Regions from separate parts of the Mus musculus genome. Here all the other regions are linked to region 1. Evidence: chromatin contacts called from public HiCAR-type and promoter capture Hi-C data. All regions are on one chromosome and are shown on one strand. The core of a region is the stretch at or near the end of the contact, and the rest is flanking DNA. Distances in the headings are between cores, read along the strand shown.

Evidence for each region. Promoter capture Hi-C pulls out the DNA fragments that hold promoters and counts their contacts. HiCAR-type assays count read pairs that join an accessible place to other places.
Region 2: a contact with region 1 is called in a promoter capture Hi-C map of liver, with 4 times the contacts expected there. The contact joins the promoter of Pgk1 here to the promoter of Abcb7 in region 1. A contact is called at or near these places in 1 of 39 promoter capture datasets (liver) and 1 of 115 datasets of contacts at active chromatin or transcription factors (astrocytes).
Region 3: a HiCAR-type map of astrocytes shows a contact between it and region 1, with 6 times the contacts expected there. The contact joins the promoter of Cox7b here to the promoter of Abcb7 in region 1. A contact is called at or near these places in 3 of 39 promoter capture datasets (the C10 cell line, erythroid cells and liver), 1 of 115 datasets of contacts at active chromatin or transcription factors (astrocytes) and 1 of 9 other capture datasets (liver).
Region 4: a promoter capture Hi-C map of liver shows a contact between it and region 1, with 2.9 times the contacts expected there. The contact joins the promoter of Atrx here to the promoter of Abcb7 in region 1. A contact is called at or near these places in 3 of 39 promoter capture datasets (erythroid cells, liver and pre-B cells).

Annotation. Positions count from the first base shown.
Region 1 is chrX:104,410,967-104,418,020 of GRCm38.p6, forward strand. It overlaps Abcb7 (ATP-binding cassette, sub-family B (MDR/TAP), member 7), which reads right to left and starts at 2,880. Exons shown (of 16, transcript NM_009592.1): 1 at 2,691-2,880. The coding sequence starts at 2,858.
Region 2 is chrX:106,184,284-106,191,337 of GRCm38.p6, forward strand. It overlaps Pgk1 (phosphoglycerate kinase 1), which reads left to right and starts at 2,817. Exons shown (of 11, transcript NM_008828.3): 1 at 2,817-3,032. The coding sequence starts at 2,968.
Region 3 is chrX:106,013,053-106,020,106 of GRCm38.p6, forward strand. It overlaps Cox7b (cytochrome c oxidase subunit 7B), which reads left to right and starts at 2,648. Exons shown (of 3, transcript NM_025379.2): 1 at 2,648-2,818; 2 at 6,527-6,651. The coding sequence starts at 2,779.
Region 4 is chrX:105,926,929-105,933,982 of GRCm38.p6, forward strand. Atrx (ATRX, chromatin remodeler) reads right to left here and starts at 2,444. Exons shown (of 35, transcript NM_009530.2): 1 at 2,172-2,444. The coding sequence starts at 2,191.

The sequences.
Region 1 (7,054 bases), core at 1,630-4,129:
CCATGCCAGGTACGGTGGCACATACCTTTAATTCTAACACTTCATGAGCTAAAGGACAACATGGTCTACATATCAAATTCCAGGTCAGCCAAGGCTACTTAGCCCATTAAAAAAGAAAATCCAAAATGATCTTGTATATCCAAACCATTATTTGGCCTCAACAAATAATGTAGTAGACACATGTGCCATAATTAAACAACCCTTTAAAAATAATGCAAAATGAAAGCAACAGTCAAAAAAGGTCATATACTGAGAGGTAGGGTAGTGCATTTCTTATAATCAGTTCGTAGACTGATTATGGACTAGGCTACATAGAAGGTTTTCAAGTCCAGTCAGCCTTAGTTACAGGAGACAATGTTTTAAGGAAACAACATCAAACAACGAGACCACATATCAAATAATCCCATTCATATTAAATGTCCAGAATAGACAAATATATAAAGAATGTATAAGTTAGTGGTTGCTTAGACCTGGTCAGAAGAACAAAGGCATAAAAAGACAGACAAAAAGCATGTTTCTTTTTGAGGCAATTGAATGTGGCAATGGTGGTATATATCACTGATTATGTAGAATCCATTAATATGTCCTTTTAAATGGATGAATTACAAATGAATACAAGGTGTTGTTGAGTGTCAGGATTAATACAAACAGAGACGGTTAATGCTAAAACATGCTAAGAAAGTACATGATACTGCAATATCTACTATTTTAAATGTTAATAATATAAACTACAACGTATATAAAATTCATGCAGTGGGGATGCAGCTCAGTGATAGAATGCTTGCCAAGCTTATATAAGGCCTTGGGTTTCATCCCCAGAACTGCAACATGATTTATAAATCTTTTTAGTAGAAATACTATAGTCCAGAAGCAGCTGTATAAGGAACTATACAGTTTTAAAGGTATATAAAAATCCTCTGGTTTTAACAATAATTTTTATACTTAAGGTGTTTCCCACCATTAATAGTATTCGTCATTATTAGTACAAGTCAGCATTTGCTGTGTCCTTGGTGACTACGAGAGTATTATTTCATAAGTACCTGACACAAAGAAAGCAATAAATGAATGAATAGCCTTGAAGGCTTTCATTTATCAATTTTTGTGGCTTAGTTTCCTCATCTGCAAAATTAGAAGGGCTAGATATCATATTCTTTAAAATCATATTGTTCAACAGCTTTAGCTATGTTGTCAACACATCCCAGCCACACCTGGCTATTAAAAACCTGGAATGTGGCTAATAGGCCGAAGAAACTATTTTTTTTTTTTAATTTTAATGGCCGCAACAAGCGAGTGGCTATGAATCTAGAGCATAATGCAAAAAAAAAAATACATTTCATAGCCCATCTCAGTAATCACATTATAGGGAATATGTGAACAAAAGTTCACAAAACTATTCATCCCTTAATATCCGAAAAACCTAGAGTTTCTTTTCTATATTACTTTATTTCACCTAAAAGAAAAAAAAAAGTGCTGATCTAATCACTGACATTCCATAGCATTATAGTACAGACTCTTTCCATCTCTAAAATATTATTCTCTATACTAATAACAAGTGTTCAGGATGCAAACTATGCCAATTACTCTAAACTGATCACTTACATCCATGTATTAAATATCACACCACACTCCACAAATATACACAATTATTTGTCGATTTCAAATATTTTTCAATTTTAAAAATTGTACAATCCTTGTCACTTTATGCCTGTCATCCCAGTACTCGGTAGGCTGAAGCAGGAGGATCACACACTCAAGGCCTAACGAGACTACAAAACAAGACCTTGTCTGTAAAAACCAAACCAAACCTCAACCCTTGAAGGCCTAACTGTATGCTTCTCTTGACTTCTGTTATCTAAACAGTGTTTATGATTATAGTAGTAGTAGACATTAAATATTTGTTGACAGGGAGTCATAATTTAAGAAACTGCTTTCCAAACAAAAATGACAGTATGTTAAGGTTATACTGACGAACACGTGGTGGCAATTAAAATATTGCCAATATATGAGGAAAAAAAACCACAAACTGAAGTACAAGTACCACAGACGATTTTTTAAAACAAACTCTTATTGAATGAGCTAATGGTAGCCAATATTCCAAGGTAGCATAATCACTGCCACACTAAGGGAATGCACAAAGAACGTAATTGAATAGTCATAGCAAAAGATAACAAAGCGTCTGTCTTCGAGCAGTGTACATTTTGGAGAAAAGGATAATTATGGTTTTTGCCTCCGAGGGAGCTCGCCTGTCAGTTGAGGGAGTTAACGTACCAATTAAATGTGCTACTTGTTTATAGGTGGCGTTCTGTCCTGTTGAAGTGCACTCGCAATTGCATACTCCCGCTTTAGTACACTCTGAAGCACGGGCCGCTCAGCACCAAATTCCACGAGGAACTTTTGGAAGCAGCCCCGTCTGCCACCCACTTAGAAAACAAGCGGCAAAGCCCTACAGGACGCCGGCACTGCAGGTGCCCCGTGCCTGAAACCTCCCGGCTCTCTGCTGTCCCCAAACGTGTTCTTCCTCTCCGCCTCCAATTCCTAACCCTAACTTCCTACCCTCGCCGCCACTCTTGAGCTCGCCCTGACAATCTTCCTTAGGCGCGCTCCCTCTGACCTGAGGTCACAAGGGCAACCCTTTCCCTACCAGGTTCCCCTGTCCTTCACCCTGCTCTCCCAAGCGCGCGGCCACACACCTGGGACAGCCGAGCGCTTCCTGACGCGCCGCGCTGGGACGAACTCCATCGCGGGCCTGAGCCGCACATGGAGACTAGAGCCCGGGTCAGAACTGCCGAATGCTTGTGCTTTTCGAAAGCGACCGCCGCGGCTGCCCAGCGCCAGGAATGTATCGCGAGCAGCGCCATCTTGAGCGAGGAAAAAGGAACCGAGAGAGGAGGATTGTGGGACGCCGGCGGACTGAGTGCCGCGGCTTTCATTGCTTTCTCCCCTCCCCCCGCTCGCGCCCGACACCGGAAATAGCTTGTGTCTGAAGATGCTTGTGCTTAAGTAGAGCTTTACTCTTTTTCCCCCCAGTGACTCGGGCTTTTTCTTGCACAGCCCAGACCATCAGACTACCATTGTTCTTCTCTCTTAGCGTTGCCAGATAAAATACAGGATTACCCACTTAAATGTTATTTCAGATAAAAAACAAATGATTGGGATAATTATGTCCCAAGTGTTGCTTTGGTAAATATGACAACCCTATCTTGTCTGCCATTCGATTCCTTTCTTGTCTCCAACTCAATGCCATGCTCCACTCTGCATAACTCTCATTCTCCCTGTGCATTAACGTTGAGGATTAAAGTACAGACAAGTTTTCCCCTGGAGAAGGCTTCACAAGTGAGAGTCGCCGCCTTCATTGTAAAACCTTTTATTTTCCTGATTTGCCTTTGGTCTTTTGCTGTTGGGACAAGGAGCTCTCGGGGTACACACATATTTCATTCCATTAATTTGCCTCCTTGTAGCTCTTCCCTTTGGTTTCTTCAGAGTCCCTTATTTAAAAACTGCTAGGTGGATGGTAAGTGAACATGTTATATAGTAAACTGCATATTTAAAGACACATTTGTATTATTTTGTCAGCACTATAATCAAACCAAATACCATGGAAATATGTTTACAAGTATCTGGGTGGGAAACAATTTCCAAATATAAATGCTACTTGAAAACCTGGAGTCAAGAAGGTACAATTTCATTAATGCATTCTCAAAAATCTCTCCTTAAACACTTCTCTCTCTCTCTCTCTCTCCCTCTCTCTCTCCCACTCTCTCTCTTTCTCTCTCTCTCTCTCCCTTCTCTTTATAAAGGCCTGGCTACTGTGGAACTTGGAACTTGCTATGCAAACCAGGCTAGCCTCAAATTCCAATGTCCCCCTGTCCTTGCCTCTGGATTGCTGGAATTAAAAGCAGGCATAACTACACCAGGCTCATTTTCAAACCTTTTACACAAGGCAGGTAAGTAATCTTGAATTAATTCTGTAGAAGCATTATAAACTAATGAGAGATGTCATGACAAAAGACAAAAGATATATATGGCCCATGCAGCTAGCTTCACTTTCTTCTGAGATCCATATCACTCACCAGGTTTCTGGGGAAGAAGATAATTAGAATTTCAGATTAAAGAGGCTGACTATCCCTCCATACATGTAAAGAAGATGGCTATATGAAAAGAAGGAATTCATAAGAAAACTTTCAGGCTCAGGAGTCCAGAAAGTGTATGGCAAAATAGTAGGAGATGGAACAGGGTGAACAGAAACTCTTGATGGCAAAATAGTAGGAGATGGAACAGGGTGAACAGAAACTCTTGATGGCAATTTTGTCTTAAGAAATTAATGCTGTGTGCTGCAGCTATTGAATGCCTTAATCAGGAGAGTAAAATGATCATACTTGTATATCCATCAAACTATGCTGGATTAACAGTATTTGGCTTAAGAGTTGGAAGTGTTGGATTAGAAAAAGGTTCAGTGGCCCTATAATTAGTCATGAGTTACCATCTGTATGAATAGGAATTGAACCCAGATCCTTTGCAAGAACAAAGATCACATTTAGCAAGATCACATTTAGCAGTGTGCCCCTAATTGCTAAACCAAGTCTCCAGCCCCCATTGCCTACTTCTTAAACATAAAACTAAATGAAAATTTCAAGAAGCCATGTAGAATCCTATATTTCAATCAGAAGAAGATTTTAAATTTATGAAATACCCACATCTGATACTATAGATAATTTCTCAAAATCTGGGCTTTTACTAGAAATACCAATAGGTACTATTGACATAAAGCAACATTATTGAGGTCTTTAAAGATTTTGTTTTGTTTTGTTTTTTTCTAGACGGGGTTTCTCTGTGTAGTCCTGGCTGTCCTGGAACTCACTCTGTAGACCAGGCTGGCCTCAAACTCAGAAATCAGCCTGCCTCTGCCTCCCAAGTGCTGGGATTAAAGACATGCGCCACCACGCCCAGCTTAAAGATTTATTTTTTAAGGTGATAAGAAATTAATTTTTCTTCTGAAATGAAATGAGAAAAAAATACAGGAATTGACTTGACAAACACACAAATTGACTTGACACTGTTTTTCCCTCTTCTTTATTGAGAATTTCATAAATACATACATATAATGTAGTTTGCTCTAATCCCCCACTGTCCCATTCCCTCCCCTGCAAATGTTCCCCTATTTCCACCACTTCTCTCTGCAAACTTCATGTGCTTGTTGTTTAAGTCCATAGTGCTGTCTATATGTGCAAGGGCTTAAGACCATATACTGGAACATGGGCAGCTTCTTATGGACCACATATCTGAAGAAACCTGGCCCTCCCTGCCTCAACAGTTAACAGCTGCCACTTGGTCTCCTACTAGGAGCTGGACTTCCAAACCATTTCCTTCTTCCATGCTGGGATTTTGTCTGACTTGATCTTGCACAGGACATGTGCATGCTGTCCCAAGGACTGTGATGTCATATGTGCAGTTGTCCTCTTGTGTCCTCACCTGTGACTTTTAGGTTATTTCCTCTTCCACAGCAATCTCTGAGCCAGTGGAGGAAGGCATGTGGTATGGATTATCCCATATAGGGCTGGTCACTCCATGATATCTTATGCTCTGAATGTTAACCAGATATGTTTTAATCTCTACTGCAAAAAGTAGAAAAATGACAAGATTCTATGATGAGGGTTGAAAGTGCACTAATATATTCATATAATATCAATTCATTAGGAGTCCCTTTAGTATGCGTTTGGGTACACATGAGTTCTGGAGCCCACGGGAGCCAAAAGAGGGTATTGGATGTCCTGGAGCTGTAGTTTACAGGTAGGTGTTAGCTGCCTGACATGCATGCTGGGAATTAAACCTTGGTCCTCTGTGAGAGCAGTAAGTACTCTTAACTACTGAGCCATCTCTGCAGATCCAGTTTTGAGGTCTTTAAAGGGAGTGAATGTATTTTACAGTGGTGTTCATTTTAAGGAAAGTTCTGCAATTTAAAAAAAATGTGAGTAACCTTGGAATATTCAAGTAGCTGTTTTCTAATGAGCAAAAAAGGAGCAAACATTTATTTACTAAATAAACCAAACATAATTTCCATGGTACCTGGGAATATAAGATGAAATAGAAGTTGTACGCTAATAGAGAAAGGATAGTGAAATAGACAGGCCAACTTGGCCTGCAGCATCTGAATGTTAAGACAGTGAGGCAGGAGTGGGTGGGTGGGTGAGGGAGCACCCTTGTGGAGGTAGAGGGAGGAGGTGGGATGGGGGGTTTTCAGAGAGGAAACGTGGAAGAGTGATAACATTTGAAATGTAAATAAACAAAATAACCAATAACAAATTTTTAAAAAGAGAGATACTGAAGTAGATACAAGAAAAGCTACTATAAATAGCTGCTGCAGCCTCAGATTGCACAATAATACTTTATGCAATAATTTCATCTAATTGTAGATAGCATTTTGCAACTCATCAAGTACCTTTTTTTATACCTTATTTAATTTTCACATCAACCCTGGAAGATGGGTATTATTTATTAGCAGTTTTATCGCATATTTATGAGGAAACAGGTTGCAGCTTGACAGAGGTTGCAGAGTTAATGGGAATGGAGACTAAACCTAGATTTAATGACTCCAAATACGGTGCTCTTTCCACTTCTTCCTACTGAATTTAAAGAAAATACTATGTATTTTGTGAAGACCACCAGGATCTTTCTGTTACTTGAAAATGCCAGAAGTTCTTTTCACTTCAGGGCTTTTGTACTTGCCTTCCTCTCTGCCTGGAACATCTCTCCTGCAGATTTGTTAATGACTTTTTCTTGCCCTTCAGGTCTCAGCTCAAATGTCATCTGCTTAAAAAAGCTTCCTAAGAGTACCTTATCTACCCCCTGCCACCAGTGCCTCTCCACATTGCCCTGTTTCCATTAAAATCTTCTTATTCAAGCTGGGCTTGGTGGCACAGGCCTGCAATCCAAACTACTCACCAGACTAAGGCAGAACGATTGAAAGTTTAAGGCCTGCTGGGGAATTAGTTATTCTATTTGTATTAATTCTTTGAGAATTTCACACAATGCATTGTGTTCGTATTCACCCCCCCCA
Region 2 (7,054 bases), core at 1,567-4,066, 1.8 Mb after region 1:
GGGAGGGAGAGATCTCCATAGCTACCTTCCATCATTCTGTTAATTAGAAATGAGTCCATATATGTGCAGGGCTTGCTTTTCTCACTGATTTCCATTGTTCCCAGAACAGCAGACTTCCCTTTTTATCTTATTGACCTAACTTGGGTCACTGCCCATTCCCAGACCAATGCGTGACAAAGGGGCACGTGGGGGATGGGATTACCAGGCTCAGCTTAGGTCAACAGTGATTTGTCCTTTGGTGCTAGGAGATAAGCCTATCTTTGCTGAGCACTGGCCACTAACCCAAACGCTCTATTAAATCGGATTTCTGTAAGCAAGGAAGGTGGGACCTGGTGAGGTAACTGACTGTAATGAATGGGGTTCTGTCAGGAGAAAAACTGTGTCTCTAACATTGTTATAACACCCCAGGGATCTGGTCCATATTTACCCTGCCTCACGTGTATAATTGTAGATTTTTCTATTTTTCAGGTTTTTCTGTTGTCTCATTGTTGGCTGCTTTTCTTTGTCATTTTAGGCCAGTAGTGGAAAAAGCTTCCCAATCTTTATAATCTTCAGTGTTCTTGTGTTTAAGATATAATACTTACTTCATAAAGTTCTTTTCTTTTCTTTTCTTTCTTTCTTTCTTTTTTTTTTTTTTTTTTTTTTTTTTTTGGTTTTCAAGACAGGGTTTCTCTGTATAGCCCTGCCTGTCCTGGAACTCACTCTGTAGACCAGGCTGGCCTCAAAGTCAGAAATCCACCTGCCTCTGCCTCTCAAGTGCTGGGATTAAAGGCGTGCGCCACCATGCCCGGCTATAAAGTTCTTATGCAGAGTAGTGAGTCATGTATATTCAGCCCTCACCAGTGCCTGGCAAACAGCAAGTGCTTAATAACTGGGAAGAATCATTAAGTTAGGGAGTCACACTCTATGTTTGCATAGTTTCCCCTTTGACAGTCAATATTGTAGTTCTACCTTATCTAAGGACAGTTTGACTCATTACAATGATAACTGAGCCAGAATGGAATGCTACTAAATGGTAGGAAGTCCAGAGAATCATTTGGAAATAACTTCCAGGAGTTGTTTCCCAGTAAGGTTGAAAAGGAAGAAAAGTTGGAAAGGATTGGCAAAAACAAATGTTTATCTTAAACACAGACATACATGCAGGCAAAAAACCCCACACGCAAGGATAAACACAAATTAAAAGGTAGTTATATGTAGAGATCTGTAGCTGGCATTAGGGCATTCAGTTCAGTATTGCTGGCACTACGGAGTCTCCTTCAGAACCTGGGCAGGTAGGATGCTTTCATGCGCCCAGAGACCTTGCCATCCACCGTGGAAAAGAATCTCACCAGGATTCAGAGTGGAGAGTTAGCTTGTTAATAAAACAGAAAGACAAAATGTAGGGTCAGTGAGATCAGTTAGCAGGGAAAGGTGCAGACCTCAAAATTTATGGCTTTTTTTTCGTGTGTGTGTGTGTGTGTGTGTGTGTGTGTGTGTGTGTGTGTGTACTTAAATATGTAAGGACAGCCTTCTCAGTCTGTGTAAAGTCGCTTGTATGTATCCGATTTCAGACTGCACTACTGCTATTGGATAACCATGGGGGCTCTCAGCATTCCTGCAGTCCTTTGTCTCTTCCATGTCACGTGGCTCCTGTTACCCAGTTCTTTTTCCGTCCTCTGTTCTCTTAAAACTGTTTCCCTTTCCTGGACCTGTCTCTCCTCTCCATGTATATGCTTATATAAAAAGCTGCATAGGATAGAAAACACATGGTATTGTCTTTCTGAGTTACTTCACATAATATAGTAACTTCCAGAGGTGCTTTGGCCAGTCACTCCTGGATATCTGCCAGTGAGAGAGGTGGAAAGAAAAAACCAGGAGAGTGAACAAGGGCTTCCATTTCTCATGTGCCCTTCAATTTCCTAACTAGTTGTCCTGTCTCAGACCGTCAGGCAAGCACTTTACCACTGAGCACCGTCCTTAGCCCAAATGAGTGTCAGTAGAGATTTAAAGTTTTGTTTTTGTTTTTAAACAGTGCTGGAGATTGGATCCACGGCCTCTGGCCCGCATTTTACCACTGAGCTACACTCCCAAAGCAGTCGAAATCACAGTGGCCCAGGATTGAAATGATCACTTAGATGCTTTGCAGTCTTGATAAGACACTAAATCTTTGTCTATCAGTTACTTCATCTTTAATAACAGAACGTACTTAGGAATTTTATGAGCATTGTTAGTTAGCATGACACATGCTATATGTATTCGTCATTATGAATAATGTAACCACAGCAATTACATTGTACTTTTTATTATAAAAGGGGGGAGGGGAAGGCCTGGTCCTTTTTTAACTTCTGAGAGGTTTCGATTACTAAGTAAGACCTTATGTAGACTTCCATTTGGGAGCTGAGAAAGCAGAGGATTCCAAAAGGGGATGACATTTGCAAAGGTCTAGAAAAGGCGCCTGGGAATTCTACCGGGTAGGGGAGGCGCTTTTCCCAAGGCAGTCTGGAGCATGCGCTTTAGCAGCCCCGCTGGGCACTTGGCGCTACACAAGTGGCCTCTGGCCTCGCACACATTCCACATCCACCGGTAGGCGCCAACCGGCTCCGTTCTTTGGTGGCCCCTTCGCGCCACCTTCTACTCCTCCCCTAGTCAGGAAGTTCCCCCCCGCCCCGCAGCTCGCGTCGTGCAGGACGTGACAAATGGAAGTAGCACGTCTCACTAGTCTCGTGCAGATGGACAGCACCGCTGAGCAATGGAAGCGGGTAGGCCTTTGGGGCAGCGGCCAATAGCAGCTTTGCTCCTTCGCTTTCTGGGCTCAGAGGCTGGGAAGGGGTGGGTCCGGGGGCGGGCTCAGGGGCGGGCTCAGGGGCGGGGCGGGCGCCCGAAGGTCCTCCGGAGGCCCGGCATTCTGCACGCTTCAAAAGCGCACGTCTGCCGCGCTGTTCTCCTCTTCCTCATCTCCGGGCCTTTCGACCTCACGGTGTTGCCAAAATGTCGCTTTCCAACAAGCTGACTTTGGACAAGCTGGACGTGAAGGGGAAGCGGGTCGTGATGAGGTAATTCCGTACTGCTGCCCTCAAGCCCTCGGGGCCACATTCTCTCTGGCCGTGGCAAGCACGGTTTTCCCATCACCTTAAGTTGCACTTATTTTTCAGCTGGGTCTTGGGGGTCCTGGGTTTGGAGGTTAAGGCTGTTCCTCTCACCTCATTGGGGCGGAGACTGTGTCTGAGTTTGCTTTTCTGCGTCCTAACTGCTTCTAGCTTAAAAAGCGACCAAATGTGTCCTTTAGGGAGTTGATCCCACTGATAAAGGGCTCAGATTCTCAGGACTCAATCTTTTTCCCATTTCTGAAGTGCAGTTTCATCTCTTGTAGCGAGAATGGACGTAGTACTTATCCTGCAAATCTCTAGGCCCCTGCTGAGGGACCTTGAAAGGTCATTTAGCTAGTTTCCCTTCCCCCAAGATTCTTGGACCATCCGTGACGAATCCGAAACCGCCCACGTTTCATTGGTCCTGGTACAAATGATTTCTTTCCCAAAAGATGTTGCTCAAAGTCCTCTCGAGTGGAGGTCCCTCTCCCCAAAGAATTGTGGGTGGGAGGGTGAGGCCCACTGGATGAAGCTCTGTATGGCTTATATAACAGGCCTCTGCTGCCCTACCTTGCGGTTGGACTCCTGGCCCTGGGGTTTGCATCAGGATTGTGACACATGCAGGGTGTGGCCGCCGGGAGTTGGAGGCCTGTAACCTCACTCGAGAGGTGGCTAGAGAAGCAGGATGTCAGAACTGAGGAAGGCTCCCACGCACGTGGCACATGTGGGTCCCAGGTCACTGACTTAACTTGGCTTCTCCCTTACCTGAAAGAATTACTAGGGTGTATGCGTCTTCTCCTTTTTGCCTTTCATAATGTATACTTTTTTTTTTTTGCCAGGAGTCAAGGATGATGGTTAGATACATAACTGATGGGCCTGGTTGTTCATGTAACAACTATAGGACCCAAGGATGGGAATTTTTAAGGGCCATTGATGGTCGCAGTGACTGACTACTCTGCCTGCTTGACCTTCTTTGGAAGTGGATGACTGATTGGCAGTAATCCTGGTCCCTTTGAAGATTTGGGCCAGTTCAAGTGAGGGCATCCTTTAGATACTAACACATGTAAGGGAACAGAGGTTCTCTGGCTTCTGTACAGGCACTTATTTTATCGTAGCCAATATTGGTAGGTGGCCTTCTCTTCCTGGGCTGATATCCAGAACCAACCCACTGTATTATGTTCATGCAAAACACTTAATGTTACCCCAAATGGGATAGAATAATCAGGATGGAGCAGAAATCCCAGCCACCCTAATCATAGATAAAGGGCAGGTTCTAGCTAACTTTTCATTCTGTTCTAAGGACAAAAGATTCATCCTGTGAGGGAGACAGGCACTACTGGCTTGAGGCTGACCTTTTCAGATGCATGCAGCTGCTCAAAGACAAGACAGTGGGCCATTGTGCTGGTCACTTTTGTGGGATGGCAGTTTGGGATTTTATGCTATTTTCTACAGAGAAACTATCTTAAAGGAATTAACTCCGGTTGAGGGTGAGACAGGAGGCAACAGTTCTCTTTTGCCCCAAATCAAGCTTCATTTAACCCAGGTTAACCTTTAAGCCTGGAAAAGACTGGCTGGCCTCCTTTGGCTGATGGAAAAGGGCGCTGTGAAGGTTATTGAGGTCTAGAGAATGTAGCAGAGGCAGGACTAGGATTTGGGTCTCTTTAGCTCCTTGAGCCTGACTCAGGAACAGGTTGGGATAGACTTTATCTGTCGAGTTTGCAGTCCTGTATAATATGGATACATTGTACTTGGTTGGTATTTAGGCCACAGTGGTGAAGTTGCTTGGTTTCCAGATTAATGCATCTTGCATGGGGAGTTGCCTTGTAGGCTTCTGTGAGGAGTCTAGGCAGCCATGCCTGGGTGAGCTCAATACCTTTTTTGTTTCAGTGCCTTTTGTGGTAGTTGCTGGCAGTGCTTCAGAAATGGGGCCTCCTGCATCCTGGGCCCGTTCACTCACCTCCTTTCTGCCCTGTAGAAGGGTGCTCTTGTTTTCTGACTAGTCCCTTGCTTTAAGTTGGCAAGGGAAGTTGATTTGTTGTTGGTAACTTTTATTAGTTTTCATTGTGTTGGGGAATCTAACACTAGCCACCTTGTGCCTGAGCACCCTACCACTGAGTCACCCCAGTTCCTTTTGGAGAAACTTTAAAATAAGCCAGAAACACCAACAGGTTCCGCCTCACTCTAGTTGATTTTACAAGGCTCTGTGAGTACATTTCCTGCTGATTTTTGTCATGTCATTTCCTTTTCACCCATAGGTCCCTAGTCATCCTTTGCTTGCTGGCACTTCTCTTTCTTGTACGTTTTCTTCCCTCAACCTCACTGGTTTTCTTTTGGGACTTTCGAAGCAACAGCTCTGGTGGGAAGAGGAAAACGGAGAGCAGACACCATCGTACTAGCAGACTTTAGCAATCAGTCCACAAGGCAGTGGTGGGCATGGTTCCTTCCCATAGTTTTAGTAGAACAGGGCCTGGAATCTCGAGATTTCAACAAAGACGTGATATTCTAATTTAATGTTCTCTATATAAAGTTTTTGTTTTGTTTCTTTGCTTTGTGTTTTTGAAGTCCTGGAACTCACCAAGTTGGCCTGGAACTCTTGCCTCTGCCTCCTGCGGGGTGTGCTGTAGCCACCACCATTCTGCTTTGAAAAAGTTTTATTTTGGAGTAATTATGGAGTTGTAAAAGATTGCAAAGACTGCACAGAAACTCAGTTTTTCCCAGTATATACGTATTTAGATGTATGTATGCTCAGTATATATGTATATATGTGTGTGTGTATACACCACGTTCCCCACCCCCAAGTGAACAAGTGATTTGTGTAAGGAACGTTGTTCCTGCTTTGGAGTCTTCAGGAGAGAAGCTAAAGGCCGAGTTGTAAGTCTAGGAGAGAGTGAAGGTCAAAGGCAATCAAGAGGTCAGTGAGAACTAATCCAGTTTTCATCGGTAAGCTGATGTCATCACAGCTTGGATAGAAGCCACAGATGGTTGGATATTTTAGCCCAAAGGCATTCATTCCTTCTTGTAAGGTTCTGGGTGCAGGAAGCAGCACTATCCACCCTGTGCAGTTAACCCTTTTGTCTATTATCTTCTCTAGGAGGCTGCAAGAGGGGGAACTCAGTCCTGGTAATGGGATATTGGATCTGCTGTGGTCTGCACTTTAAGGCTGGCAAGGGCCTGCTCAGGATATTTAAAGAGGGTGCCTTAAGTGCCTGAAACCAACTAGAGTGCATTTCTTTTTTCTTTCTTTCTTTCTTTCTTTCTTTCTTTCTTTCTTTCTTTCTTATCTTTCTTTTCGAGACAGGGTTTCTCTGTATAGCCCTGGCTGTCCTGGAGCTCACTTTGTAGAACAGGCTGGCCTCGAACTCAGAAATCCACCTGCCTCTGCCTCCCAAGATTAAAGGTGTGCGCCACCACACCTGGCTTAGAGTGCATTTCTTTGTTCAGAGGCACACTGCCTTTTAATTTTAAATCGGAATCAAGAAGTATGTCCCTCAAGCTCCTTTGTGCGGTAGATTGGTCTTCAGGGTAGAGAGGAAGCCAGTGACCTGCAGGGTTTGTGGTCACTGCAGACGGGAAAGACCAGTGAAAATGGGAAAGATGGAGTTTCATAATCAAGACCAGTGGCAGTCTTGACCCCTCATTGCAGCCCCTTAGTGAGTGGTACCAAAAGTAATGCTTTTATTATCGTTCTTTCAAATAGCAGTTATAGTTTGGGGAATCAATGGCATATAATAACTAACACCAGTGTGATACTAGGTGGCACTTCTAAACCTTTTAACATTTATAACTCTTAGCCAGATACTATAATCATTTCACAGATTTAAGAAAAAAATAATGAAAAATGTCTTGGGTGGATGTCTTGGTATATACTTGATCTTAGTATTCATTCAGGAGATGAATGAAGGCAAGCTACATGGCAGAAAAATCTCTCAAAATCATGGCAGACACAACTTAGTAAAATCACCACCCCGTAGGAAAGGGTTCAGAATCGG
Region 3 (7,054 bases), core at 1,398-3,897, 1.6 Mb after region 1:
CACACATTATAATTTGGATTTATTTATTTATTTATTTTGCAGCACAGGGCACAGTAAAGGATTGAGTAAAGGACCCCACACAAGCTGGGCAAGCATTTTATCACAACTACATCCAAAGCCCAAGGTGCATTTATTTTGAATGTGTGGAACATACTATGTGATTATTCTTTTAGGTCCTGCTAGAAAGCAAAAACCCCACAGAATTATAATAATTCCACTATTTGGAGAGTTAAGGAGATGATTGTTGAAAGGAAAGTAACTGCTTTAAAAGAGGGACGGGCTGGAAAAATGGCTCAGTGGTTGAGAGCAGGCCCAAAAGATCCTGAGTTCAATTTCTGGCCACCACATGGTGGCTTATAGCCTTCTATAATGAGATCTGGTGCCCTCTTCTGGCCTGCAGGAATAATGCAGGCAGAATGCTGTATAAGTAATAAATAAATCTTTAAAAAAAAAGAAAGGAAAGTAATTGGTCTCCACATAAAGAGATATGAAATAAAATGAGCCTGGCGGTGCATACCTGTAATCTCAGTATTCAGGAGATAGAGGCAGGAGGATATCAGGGATTAATGCCAGTCTAGGCTGCATAGGGAGTTCCTCCTTGAGCTACAAGAGACCCTGTCTCAAACAAAACAAAGCAAAACAAGACAAAACAAAACAAAATAAACAAAAAGACAGATGAGAAGAGAGCAGAAGAGAGACAGACAGAGAGAGACACACAGAGAAAGCAATAGCCACATGTGGTGGCATACTCCTGTAATCCCTGCACTTGGGAGACTAGAGTGGGAAAATCCCAACTTTGAGGCCCACATAGGTTACATGGCGAGTCCCTGTTTCAAAGGAGAGGAGAAAGTAGGATATGAAAAAATTAAGCTGGGCCTCATAGGTCAGTTTAACTCCTACTTGGGAAGCTGGGGTAGGAGGATTACAAGTTCAATGCCTGTCTCTCTACTTTAGAGTGAGTTAACGGCCCATATGAGCCACTTGGTGTGAGCTTACCTCAAAATTTAAAAAGAAAAATTTTTAAATGGTTAAATTATTAGGTATGTCAGCTCACACCTATCATCTTGGGAAACTGAAGCAGGCAGCTTGCCAGGAGATTGAGGCCAGGAGTGGCTCCATAGTAAATTCCAAGCTAGCCTCTACTACAGGATGAAATCTAGTCTCCAAGAAACAAACACAAAAATAACAAACAAGGGGCTGGAGAGATGACTCAGCAGTTAAGAACACTGACTGCTCTTCCAGAGGTCCTGAGTTCAAGTCCCAGCAACCACATGGTGGCTCACAACCATCTGTAATGGGGATCTGATGCCCTCTTCCCGTGTGTCTGAAGACAGCTACAGTGTATTTACATATAATAAATAAATAAATCTTAAAAAATAAACAAGCATACCAAATAAGCATGGTGGTTTGAGTATCTCTGTTTTATGCTCACTCAGGTTGCTTTAGGCATATGAACTGCAGTGGTCATACAGACACAGTGTGGTAAAGAATTACCAATGGATACAAAACATAGTGGATAGAAGCTTATGCAGAATAGGATAGTCATTATGCATTGGAGTTACCTTTTTTTTTTTTTTTTTGCACACATCCCTCCTTTCCACTCAAGATACTTTTTTTTTTTAATTACAAAGGGAAAGCGGTGACTTTAAAGTGTAGAAATCTGGTATGCAGTGCTTGGATTAAATGATTAAGTTCATACTATTACTGAATGGGACATGCTAAGATCCTATACCTTTTGATAGGATGCTCTAAAAAGCAGAGTTTGATTTGTACATTATTTATCTAATCATGACACTAGAGAAGCTAAGGCAAAAGAATTGCAAATTCTAGGCCAGTCTGGGCTACATAGTAAGTTCTAGCCAGTCTGGGTTACATAGGGAGACCTGGCTTACACAGAGTTTCTTTTTTTTTTTTTTTTTTTTTATTTATTATTTATTATATGTAAGTACACTGTAGCTGTCTTCAGACACACCAGAAGAGGGCATCAGATCTCATTAAGGATGGTTGTGAGCCACCATGTGGTTGCTGGGATTTGAACTCTGGACCTTTGGAAGAGCAGTCGGGTGCTCTTACCCACTGAGCCATCTCACCAGCCCTACACAGAGTTTCTTAAGAAGATACATATATAGTATTCTTGCCAGATGCACATGAACTGGAATCCTTAGGGGAAAAAGGTCAATTGATCTCCCAGCACTTGGGAGGCAAAGGCAGGACTTTTTCTGTGAGTTCCAGGCCAGCTTGGTCTACATAGAGAGTTCCTGGTCAGCCAGGACTAAATAGAGAGGCCGTGTCTCAACTCCCCCACAAAAATTCCAAAAAAAAAAACCAATAAAGGTAAAACCAATTAATGTAGGTAATAGGAGACAGAATGTGAAAAATTTGAAGGGACTGTAATTGGAAGTGAGACACTAGATCCAATCCTCTGGAGTTTTAGCACCATTTTGATGCTGGTGCCTTATGTAAGGTCGGTGTCTCAGCTCTCCTTTGTAGAGTCCGAAACCTTTGTCCAAAGAGTTAACCTCCCTGCTTAGTAAATACTACTTTATGGAAGCCATCAAGCTTGAAACTACATTTCCCAAAGACCTTCCTATTTCCTCGCAGGAACTAGGATGACAATTTCTATAGGTCAACCCCTAAATCTCGCGACATCTCACCAATTCTCATTTGGGCTCCCTGCTGAAAGCCATTTTGTTTTTCAGGACGCTTTGCAAGGGTAGCTGGGGTGAATTTGCACCAAGGCAGCAGCATAGTCGCCGCAGTTCCATCTTCGTCTCCGCGATGTTGCCCTTAGCCAAAAACGCACTAAGCCGTCTCCAAGGTGAGCAGATAATGTGGGCGAGTTCTTTACAACACCCGGGATCCGGCTGTCCTCGTGCTCTTCTGCCCTCTTCCTCCGCCCCAAATCCTGCGGGTTTTAATTCTAGGTGCATGGTCCCCTGCGTGGTCTCCAGTCACTGGGAAGGGAAGCTAGCCATAACAGAGGTAGCTGTGACAGTGGCTTTATCATCCTGTCCTTGTGTTCCTAACCTCGTTATGCATTCTCTTTCTTCAGAGACCTATGATTTCCAGGAAGAACGCTTTGGCGGACACCTTGCTCTTTTAGCGATGATCTAAATTTTAGCTCTGGGAGTGTATTTACGTAGAAGAACTGATCTCCTACAATAACGGTGGTAGGAAACTAAATCTACCGCATCTGGATTCATAGCAAGGGGTTGAAAACCTTAAGCCTGGCAGCTTTGAAGAAGTCATCTGTAGATTATTAACGGAATATTAACTATAGCGAAAACAATCATGGTCATTTTTTTTTCCTGCTTTAAAGTTAGGCAAGTACGTGGAAACTTGAGACTAGCAGTATATATGGAAAATACACTGGACTGGAAAGAAAAAAATTCATTTTTGTAATTGCTTTACCCTGAAGGTGACCTTCAGTAATGTGAATGAAGGTGACCTTACACAATACTTACTTGCTTTTCTAGCCATGGATTTAGTTTTATTTTACCTTTAGATCACATGCTGTGTTCTAAGTACTGAAGTACTTTGGGAATAATTGAAAAAAAAAAAAAAGAAAGAAGCCCAACTGATCTTTCATCTGCTACAAGCTGTGTTTATTATTTCTTTCACTTTGGACAAATGATTTAGCGTTATAAACTTGTTTTTGTAAAACAGAGGTTAGTAAGTAATACCTATGTCAAAGACCATTAACCAATCTCTGGTCACTAAACTGGGTGGTTTTGTTTGTTTGTTTGTTTTTAATTTTATTTTGGTATAGAGGGGAGATCACTTGGTAAATCAGAGTGTTGAAACAACAGTTGTTTGGTAATCTCAATTTCTTTGATCTTTAAGTGACTTAGGGACTTTTAAAAATACTGTAGGAAAAGTTTTTTTATCATTTTTTTTTTTTTTTTGAGACAGGGTTTCTTTGTGTAGCCTGGCTGTCCTGGAACTTGCTCTGGAGACCAGGCAAAAAGATGATTTTTTAGTTTATTTTGTTGTGTTTCTGTTTCTCATACTCACCCTTTTAAATGTTCTGGAGCAGAATTGATTATGGAATGTTTATGAATTTGCTTATTCCGGCTGTGGCTGTTTTCTGAGGGAGGGTCTCAGGTACACTAGGTTGGCCTGCCATTTTAATCTGTAGCCAAGGATGTCTTCAACCCCTGATCCTTGGCCTCCATTTCCCAAGTGCTGGGCTTGACAAAGTCCTTCCCACCTTTATAGACCTAATTGTGTTTGCTTCTGAAGTGTTAGCAATCAAGTCTAGGGAATGTTAGGCAAGCACTACACCAATCCCGCTACATTTATTTCCCTGGGTGTGGCTGGTTAAAGGTGAAAGTGGAACCGTAAGTAAAGCAGCTAATATAATGGTTAAGGAATTATTAGGATTATACCACATAGAGACCATTGGTGGTGGTGGTGGTGGTGGTGTTTGTTTTGGGGGTGAGAGAGGATTTGATAGAATTTGAACCCAAAGCTCTGCCACTGAATCCAGGCTCTCCCCAGCCTGAAACATTAGTGAGGGAACAGCAGTTTTGTCTTACCCTGCAGCCCAGCCTGGCATGAAAATTGAGTATAGTTTTCAACCTTACCCTCCCAAGTACTGAGAGAACAGCTATGAACCGCTGCACCTCAATTCAACATTGCTTTTTCCTCTGTGTCTGTAAGTACCTTTAAAGACCTTTAAAACAGGGACTGGCGAAGTGGCTCAGCGGTTAAGAACACCAACTACTCTTCAGAAGGTCCTGAGTTCAAATCCCAGCAACCACATGGTAGCTCACAACCATCTGTAATGAGATCTGATACGTTCTTCTGGTGTGTCTGAAGACAGCTACAGTGTACTTACATATAATAAATAAATCTTTAAGAAAAGACACACAGTAAAGACCTTTAAAATAATGAGGTGGTGGTGTCTAGATTTGAAGAGAAAAACTATTGACTTTTTGGTATTTACCACTTTTTTCGAGTTTTATTCCTTAATAAGCTACCTTTATAACCTTGTTCTTCATCCAAACTTGATTGGCTCTCTGGTACAGTAGATCTATCTATCTCTGTCGATATTCCATTTTTCTTTTTCTAATTAATTAATTTTTATTAGATATTTTCTTTATACACATTTCAAATGCTATCCTGAAAGTTCCCTATACCCTCCCTCTGCCCTGCACCCCTACCCACCTACAAATCCTACTTGCCTAAATGCTGAGTTAATTCTACTTTCTTGTACAACAGAGATCATGTCTTCACATATAATACTCCCTTCTAGGCTAGAAATTACCTGATGATAAAATCTCTATCATAACATTTTTTCTACTCTGTTTTTTGAGACAAGGTGTCATGCACCGTAGGCTGACTCCTGATCCTCCTGCTTTTACCTTCCACGTGCTTGCCTGCTTATATACTCTTATTATATAATCAAAAACCTCATTCTTTACCAATTATTTTAAAATCCTGCTTACCATAGCTTGGGGGCATAATTTTAAGGTGATAAACATTTGATTTTTATTTTTGCTGTGAAAATTTTCAGTAATGCAGAAAAAAATGAGAATTGGTATGAAGAACATTTACCATCATGTGTCAACATTTTATTGTATTTTTAAATGTTTCTGTCCACGTGTCACTTTATCATTTTATTTCTTTTTTTTTTTTTTTTTTTTTTAAAGATTTATTTATTGTTATATGTAGGTACACTGTAGCTGTCTTCAGACACACCAGAAGAGGGCATCGGAGCATCGGATATCATTGCAGATGGTTGTGAGCCACCATGTGGTTGCTGGGATTTGAACTCAGGGCCTTTGGAAGAGCAGTCAGTGCTCTTACCCGCTGAGCCATCTCACCAGCCCCTTATTTCTTTTTTTAAAGACTTATTTGTTTTATGTATGTTAAGTACATTGTAGCTGTCCTCAGGCACACCAGCAGGGGGCATCAGATCCCATTACAGATGGTTGTGAGCCACCGTGTGGTTGCTGGGAATTGAACTCAGGATCTCTAGGAGAGCAGTCAATGCTCTTAACCACTGAGTCATCTCTCTAGTCCTCATATTTGTTTATTTTTTTGAGTTGGAGTCTTTAACTGGAGCTCAGGGTAGCCTAGAATTCACTGTCTAGCCCAGTTTGGCCTTGCACTTGCGGCAGTTCTCCTGTCTCAGTCCCCCAAGAGCTGAGCCTTCAGGTGTGAGCCTGGCAGTTGGTTTTACTTTCACAGCGCTTGAGAAGGTGCTTGTCTGCCCACCTGTCTAACCTTCTGTTCTTTCTTTCTTTGATTTTGTTTTGTTTTGGATTTTTTAGAGACAGGGTTTCTCTGTGTAGCCTTGTCTGTCTTAGAATTGGCTTCTAACCAGGCTGGTCTTCAACACAGAAATCTGTCTGCCTCTGCCTCTCAAGTGCTGGGATTAAAGATGTGTGCCACTACCACCTGACCACTTGTTCTTGTGGTTAACATTTAGTAGTCTGTGGAGTTGCTTTGCTTTCCTTATTGGCAGTTGTGTGTTTTTATTTTGATAACTGATCCATATACTTCTGTGTTCTTTTCTAAGTTCGAAGCATTCAGCAAGTGGTGGCAAGGCAGAGCCACCAGAAGAGGGCACCTAGTTTCCATGACAAATATGGGAATGCTATATTAGCAGGTGGAGCCATCTTCTGTGTTTCTACATGGACATATGTAAGTACTACTAGTTGATTATTTCTTCTGCAGTTCTAGGGATTGAACTCAAGGTATCACACATGTTAGGCAAGTGCTCTGTCATTGAGCTATAATCTCAGGCTCAGTGTTTTTTAATTTAGACATGTTTTAGTCTCATCTAGTCTATGAAAATGTTCAATTTCTAGTTAAGGAAGGATTGGAAAGGCCATCTGATCATCTGATCATCCACCCAATGTGTGTGTCTTCCTTTGCATTCAGCATGCATTCATCCTCTTAATGACCGGTAACAAAGTTTTTGTTGGATTGCAAGGCAGCCCTTTTCTGTCTTGTGTAACTGTAAGAAGAATCTTATTTGTGGAGCCCAAGCATGATGGTAGATGTCTGCAAGTATGAGGTTAGCCTGGGCTATATAATGTACATA
Region 4 (7,054 bases), core at 1,194-3,693, 1.5 Mb after region 1:
AGTTAGCACAGAGGCACAAGATCACCATTATGGAAAAGAGAAGGGGAGGGAGGGTAGCTCAGTTGGAAGCATGCCTCCTTAACACATATAAGAGTTCTGGGCTCAATCTCCAACCTCGCAAAACTCAGCATGGTGCCACCTGTAATGCCAGCCCTGGGACGTTTGTGATTACCCTTCAGTTCAAAGCCAGTTTGGTTTACATATCTCAAAATGAAGGCAAGAAAGGAAGGATGAAAATCCAAATCCAACCTATGTATTTTTCCTTTTGCAACAGCCATCCGATGTTGAGCAGGCTGGTCTTGAACTTCCTCAGCCTCCTGATAGGTAGAGGATACAGGCAACACCTGTTTTCTGTTTGGAGATTTTTAGCTTTGAGTCAGGCTGGTTTCAAATCCTTCAGTATCCAGCTTCACCATCCACAAAGAAGCAACTATGGTTTTAAATACAGACAACTAAGACATGAAGTAAAACCTAGAAGTCATACTGAACTGTAAGTAAATGAGCATGAATGCCTGGTATTAACCAGCCAATACTGCTCAATATTCCATTTAAAAAAAAAAAGATTTGTTTTACTTGGGTCAGTTAACACAAATTCATAAAGGAAGACAATGATCTTTACACAACTAAGTGCCTGTATTTTAAGAACTGAAGTATAAGCCGGGCGTGGTGGCGCACGCCTTTAATCCCAGCACTTGGGAGGCAGAGGCAGGCGGATTTCTTAATTCGAGGCCAGCCTGGTCTACAGAGTGAGTTCCAGGACAGCCAGGGCTACACAGAGAAACCCTGTCTCGAAAAACAAACAAACAAACAAACAAACAGAACTGAAGTATATTTTCCCTAAGTAAAGAGAGCATCGATGCACTGTTTGCTAAGGTAGAAAATAATCGGATAGGCTCGTTCTCAAATTCTACAATCTAAAGTGCTCAAAGCCATGATGTCCTAGTCACCCAACGGCACATTTTGCCAATTACAGATGCAATTATGATCCACGCTACCTATAATTTCGTTTTGCCACTATTCACCAAGCTTGCATCTCATTCGAGAAGAAAAATCACCGAATTCAATCTTGGGATAAAAGGTCAAATATCAAACTGCCTAAAAAAGCAAGGTATCTGCATAAAAGCGGAATCCATTTCAGATTAACTACTCCAAACAATCAAAAAGCAAATCAGAAACGCGTGGAAAAACAGCCTGAATCGTAAACGTATTTGATCGCTAACATCGGGCCTGGGCTCTCTTCTACCTTTGCAATAAATCTTCTGGTGAATCCCCGTTAACCCGCTCCACATGCCTCGTGGAACAAATAAATAAAAGCACGATCTAACTACTTCACGGAACGTGTCCCAAACCGCAGGGGGTAACAACAACCGATGTCCCGTCAAAAACCGGACTTCTCCTGCAAAGTCGTCGGCCGCTGTTCTCAGAAAGCAAAAGCCCGCATTGGGCTGCCCGCTCTCCGTCTCAGCCGCCCAGGGGTCCCCAAGATAACCCTCCAGGATCTGGAGTCGGGGGGCGAAAAGGCACCTTCTAGAGGTACCTTCCGGGCCCGGCCCTCCTACCTCCAATGCTCGGCTCTCCTCTCGGAGCCGCGGAGAGCTGGAGGACTTCCAGTGGAGGCGACCATTGGGGTTCGCTAGTTCCAGGATCTCACTTCCTCCCGCCGCCCCTCCCCCTCCCCATCCTCCGCCCCTCCCCCTCCCCCATCCACCTTCTCCCCCCCCCTCCCCCCTCCTTCCCCACGCAGTCGCTAGGCCCCGAGATTCGAAAGACTGACCGCAAGCGTTCGGTGGCCCGCGACACCCCCCGCCCCCAGGCCTCGACGCCGCGGGCACGGAGGCGTGAGCCGAGCAGGGGCTCCCGGCTCCGCAGCGGCGGGAGGCGGGAAAGGCAACGCGCGCGCCGCATGCCGCCCCCGACCGACACACACACAGACAGACAGACAGACACACACATACACACATAGACACACACACACACACACCCCAAGCCCCAGCTGGGGCTTCCCACCGCGCTCCCCCAGCCCCGCTCACCTAGAGGGAAAACGATGCCGCTGACCGCGAAGCCGCGCGCGGGCCTAGGGCACCTAGCGCACGTCTTTGCAAACACCCCACTCGAGTGGAAGGCGCCCGGGAGCAGAACGCCGGGGCCCGTGACAAGGGCTTGCGTTTTACCTCATGGGCTCAGCGGTCATGTTTTTGGCTCGGACGGCCGCTTGGCTTGGCAACCCCTTGGGTACCGTTCTGCGCTCCTCGGCGCCAGTGGCTGAACGAAAAGTACTGGGATCTTAGTAGTCACCGCAGATAGTGCTGGATCGTCCTCCCAGCTCAGAGTCCGCTACCGCTGCTGCTGCTGCTGCTGCTGCTGCTGCAAGAGCCACGGAAACAAAGCAAGGCCTATGCCGACGCCATTTTGTTGGGCCGAGGCTTGGGCAGGAGAATTGGCGCGTCCTCCCTCTTCCTCTTTCCGTCATCTATTGGCTACCTCTGCCAGAGCTCAGTGTCTTATTGGCTACGGAAATTCACCTTCTTTGGGAGCCTGTTGCTAAGGCGGTCGACGTCATTTGATCCCCTCCACCTCTTCTTAGTGGGGTCCAGTTCAGTTACTGCTGACCTCAAAGTGTCAGGGATGTATCTTGACATTATCCTGAAAATGCGCTCTTGGTCCAACCTCTCTACTTCCACATAATTGGTGAAACAATGACACCCCATTTACGTTTATTGAGAATTTACTATATGTCGACCACTACACAGATCCTTTATCTTAATCTCATGCTTGAACCATCCAAAGTAGGCAGACCTAACATTTTAATGGGTGAGGATACCAATGCACAAGTTCCACATTCAGCCAAACATCCATCCTTGCGGGGAGGGTGGACATACATTCTTATGCTGTTTTAAACCCAAGGCTTTGTGCATGTTAGGCAAATACTCTATCATTGAGCTATGTCCTAACCCCTCCCCCACATGCACACTCTTAATCATTAATCTCCATAGCCACCCAAAATATAAATATTTTCTTTCCTATTTTATAATATTCTTAATTTTTCTTCTATATATTTCATTATAATATTCAGCTTGCCAACGCTTACACGTGTGAATTTTTACCTTTTGTGGAAAGAGAATGAGAAAAATTCTAGCTATACAGTCCTGACTAGGCTGCAACTCAACATGTATATGAGGCTGGCCTCAAACTTGGACTGTCCTTGCAGCCTCCCAAAGTGCTTAGAAGACAGGTGTACCCCATCATACTTAAGGATACTTACAGGTATTTATATATATATGATCAACTGGACATTGACATCTAATTCTTTTGATATTGAACAATCTTGAAATTGTCACACACAGGTCAGCCATTAGTTCAATCTGATATGATTGGGGGTATATCTCACTTACCAACTGATCCAAATCGTTTCCCCCTCATTTCATTTTTCATTCATAATCTCTGCAAATCACAAATAAGTTTTCTAAATTTGAAGTTTCCAACTTTGTGCCCACATTTATTCTGGAACACATGTTCATTCCCTTTATTTTGTTCATTCTGTTTATTTTTCCTGAAATATGCAACAGTTTTGGTCATGCTTAGATGTCAGGGTTGCAGTTTTGGACTAGAATGACAAGAGAAGAGTCTCTTTTCAAACAATGCATTCCAACAATCAGACTAGGTTTTTGTTTGTTTGTTTGTTTGTTTGTTTCCGAGACAGAGTTTCTCTGTGCAGCCCTGGCTCTCCTGGAACTTGCTCTGTAGATCAGGCTGGCTTTCAGCTCAGAAATCCAACTGCCTTTGCCACCTGAGAACTTAGACTAAAGGCATATGCCATCACACCTGGCTAACTAACATATAAAGATTTGGTTTTTAAATGTTGTATGTATGTTTGAGAGAGCCTGGATGTATATATGTACACAAGTCCTCACACTGCAGAAGAGAATGTTGGACCCCTGGCACTGGAGTTACAAGCAGGTATGACCTACCCAATGTAGGTGCTGGGAACAGCAAGTGCCCATAATCACTAAGCAGTCTCTTCAGCCTCTAATATACATTTTTTTATGTCTTTTCACAGTACTTCTATTGATTATTTGGAATTTGACATTGTGAAACCCCATCGCACTCACTTCCTAGTCCTCTCAAGTCTGCCCTCCCTGGAAGAAGGAAGGGAGGAGGAGGAGGAGGAAAAGAAGGAGGAAGAGGAGGAGGAGGAGAAGGAGGAGAAGAAGAAGAAACAGAAGGAGGAGGAGAAGGAGAAGGAGGAGGAGAAAGAGGAGGAGAAAGAGGAGGAGGAGAAGAAAACAAGACCAATTTGTGTTATCCATAGCCTGGTCAAACTCCCAGTGGCCAGCCCTTTAAAGAAAACTGAGCCTGTCCCCCAGATGCCATCTCCCACACCCAGAAGCCATCAAGTATGGAGAGCTATATACGTCAACATCATCACAATTTTAAAGAGTTCTCTTGGATAGCATACATTTTTGATGAACAGAAACTTGCAACATTTCAAATAATTTTTAAATGTTCAAGATCCACTACCAACTGTGGAAATCAATCTTCTGTTGTTCAATAATGTTCTTCTTTTGTGTTTAATATATTAAATATTACTTAAACACAATTTACAGAAGCCATGTTCTTCCTCCTTGAGAAATGAAGTTAACCTGAAAGATCTATTTCATCACAACAAATATCCTTGCTATCTAACAGACACAACTATGGAAAAAATAGTAATTCATCTATTATTTTAATCTGAATGAATTTTGTTTGTTTGTTTTGTTTTTGGGACAAGGTTTTGTGTAGCCCAGACTGGCCTCAAACTCACTATGTAGCTGGAAGTTTAGTTTTAATTGCCACCACTTTGACACAATGACCTGGGAGAAGGACCTCTAAGGATGACTGTAGGGAATTATCTTGATTGTATTAACTGAGGTAGGGAGACCTTCCCACTGTGGTTAACACATTTCCCAAGGCTGTGGACTCTCAACTGCGTAAGAATGAAAAAATGGAGCTGAGCATTAAGCATGCAAGTATGAGTTCATTTCTCTCTACGCCTGACTGTAGATGTGATGTAACCAGTTGTTTCCAGTTCCTGCCACCTTGTGTAACTGTATAACCTGGAACTGTGAGACAATTAAACCCTTCTTCCTTAAGTTGTTTTTGTCAGAACATTTTATCACAGCATGAAAAGGATGGTCTTGAACTCCTGGCTGAGACTCTGAGCACTGGGATTACTGGCATTTGCCTCCATTCTGTATTGTTAGGGGTCTTTGTTTGTCTGTTTGTTTTAAACATCATTTTACTCTATAGCCCAGTGTGTGACTTGAATAGGTATGGTCCCCATAGACTCATGTGTTTGAATACTTAGCCCATAGGGACTGGCACTATTAGGAGGCATGGCCTTGTTGGAGTGGGTGTGGCCTTGTAAGAGGAAGTATGTTACTATGGAGGTGGGCTTTGAGGTCTCCTATGCTCAAACTATACCCAGTGTCACTCACAGTCTCCTTCTGCTGCCTTTGGATGAAGATGTCGAAATCTCAGTTCCTTCTCCAGCACCATGTATGCCTGCCCTGACGCTGCTGGAGAGATGATGCCATGGTTATGAGTATATATTAGTCTTGCAGAGAACCTGCATTCAGTTTGCAACAGTTACTCAGGCAATTCACAGCTGCCCATTACCTCAGCTCCATGTGTATCTCCAACAGTGTGAAAACTACACACACACACTCACACACAAACATAAAATATAGCCAGGCATGGTTGTGTACATCTTTAATCCCCACACTCAGACAGTACAGGCAGGTGAATCTCTGTGAGTTCCAGGGAAGCCAGGGATAAAAAGAGAGACCAGATCTCAGAGGTACTCTGTCTATCTGTCTATTTTTCTGTCTCTCTGTTTGTGTCTGTCTCTTTCTGTCTCTGTCTCTCTCTCTGTGCATACATTTTTTTTTCAATGATACCTTCAGATGAAATGTCTCAGTGATTTTTTTCTGCACTGTACTTTTCCATTACTCACAAATTTTCCTATAAAGAGAATATATTATAAAGGCGATGGGGGAAATTAATTTTAATTGTTGCAAGTAACAAAAGGATTATCCATTTTCTAGCAACAAATATGAAGCAAGTAGGGATTATGCTGACATAAACCTCAGCTCATTATTTTAACAGATGTTCTCATTAAATTCTAATACTAGTGAGGCCCACATTGTAGTGAGGGTGCATATCATGGAGCATGTGGAAGAGATTCTTCACATCAAGGACACCCAGAAGCAGAAAGAGCGGGTGCCCTCCCTGCTCATTGGTTTGCTTTTCCCCTTTTCCTTTTATCTGAACCTGCACGGGGGTGGGGGGGTGGGGGTGGATTATTCACACTCAAGCAGAGCTTTCCCCCTGAGTTCAGGCCTCTGGAAAGGCCTTACTAATCTCTCCTCAATCTAATCAAGTCAGAAATAAAGGCCTTTATACCTTAGTTAATTTTCTGTACAGCCTTTGTATCTGCCATTGAGAGGAAGTGTTTTCAATAATTTTTATTTACTTCTACCTGCTTTTCTATTTTACTTTGGTTATGTTGGATCTCTGTTGTAGGTTGTGTGCAAACTTAGAATTGTTTTATCTTGCCAGTATATTCACAGGTTTCATTGTAAAATGCACCCCTTTGTCTCTTGCTTCTTGTCTTGAAGTCTATGTTTTCTGATATTAACAAAGCCACTCCAACACTCTTTTCAATTGGCATGTCATCCATTATTTATTGTTAAATTTGGTTTGGGGTTGTTTTGAGAATAGCATATGTGTCATTTGTAAATACAAAATAGGTAAATCTGGTTATAAAACAAAATTTCAGTGTGCTAACATGGTTTTATTGTGTTTAGGGTTTGGTTTCTGTTTTTTGAATGGAAAAAAAGAGATAAAAAGGAAAATAAATAAAACATAACTGGCCCCATGATTTTGGCACCAAATGAATGAATGAATGAATGTGTGTAGACAAATGGATATAGTAAAACCAAAAAATAAAAACAATAAGAACAACAGAAAAAGAAACTGGCTCTCATGTAGCCAAAGCTAGCCTTGAACACTGGTC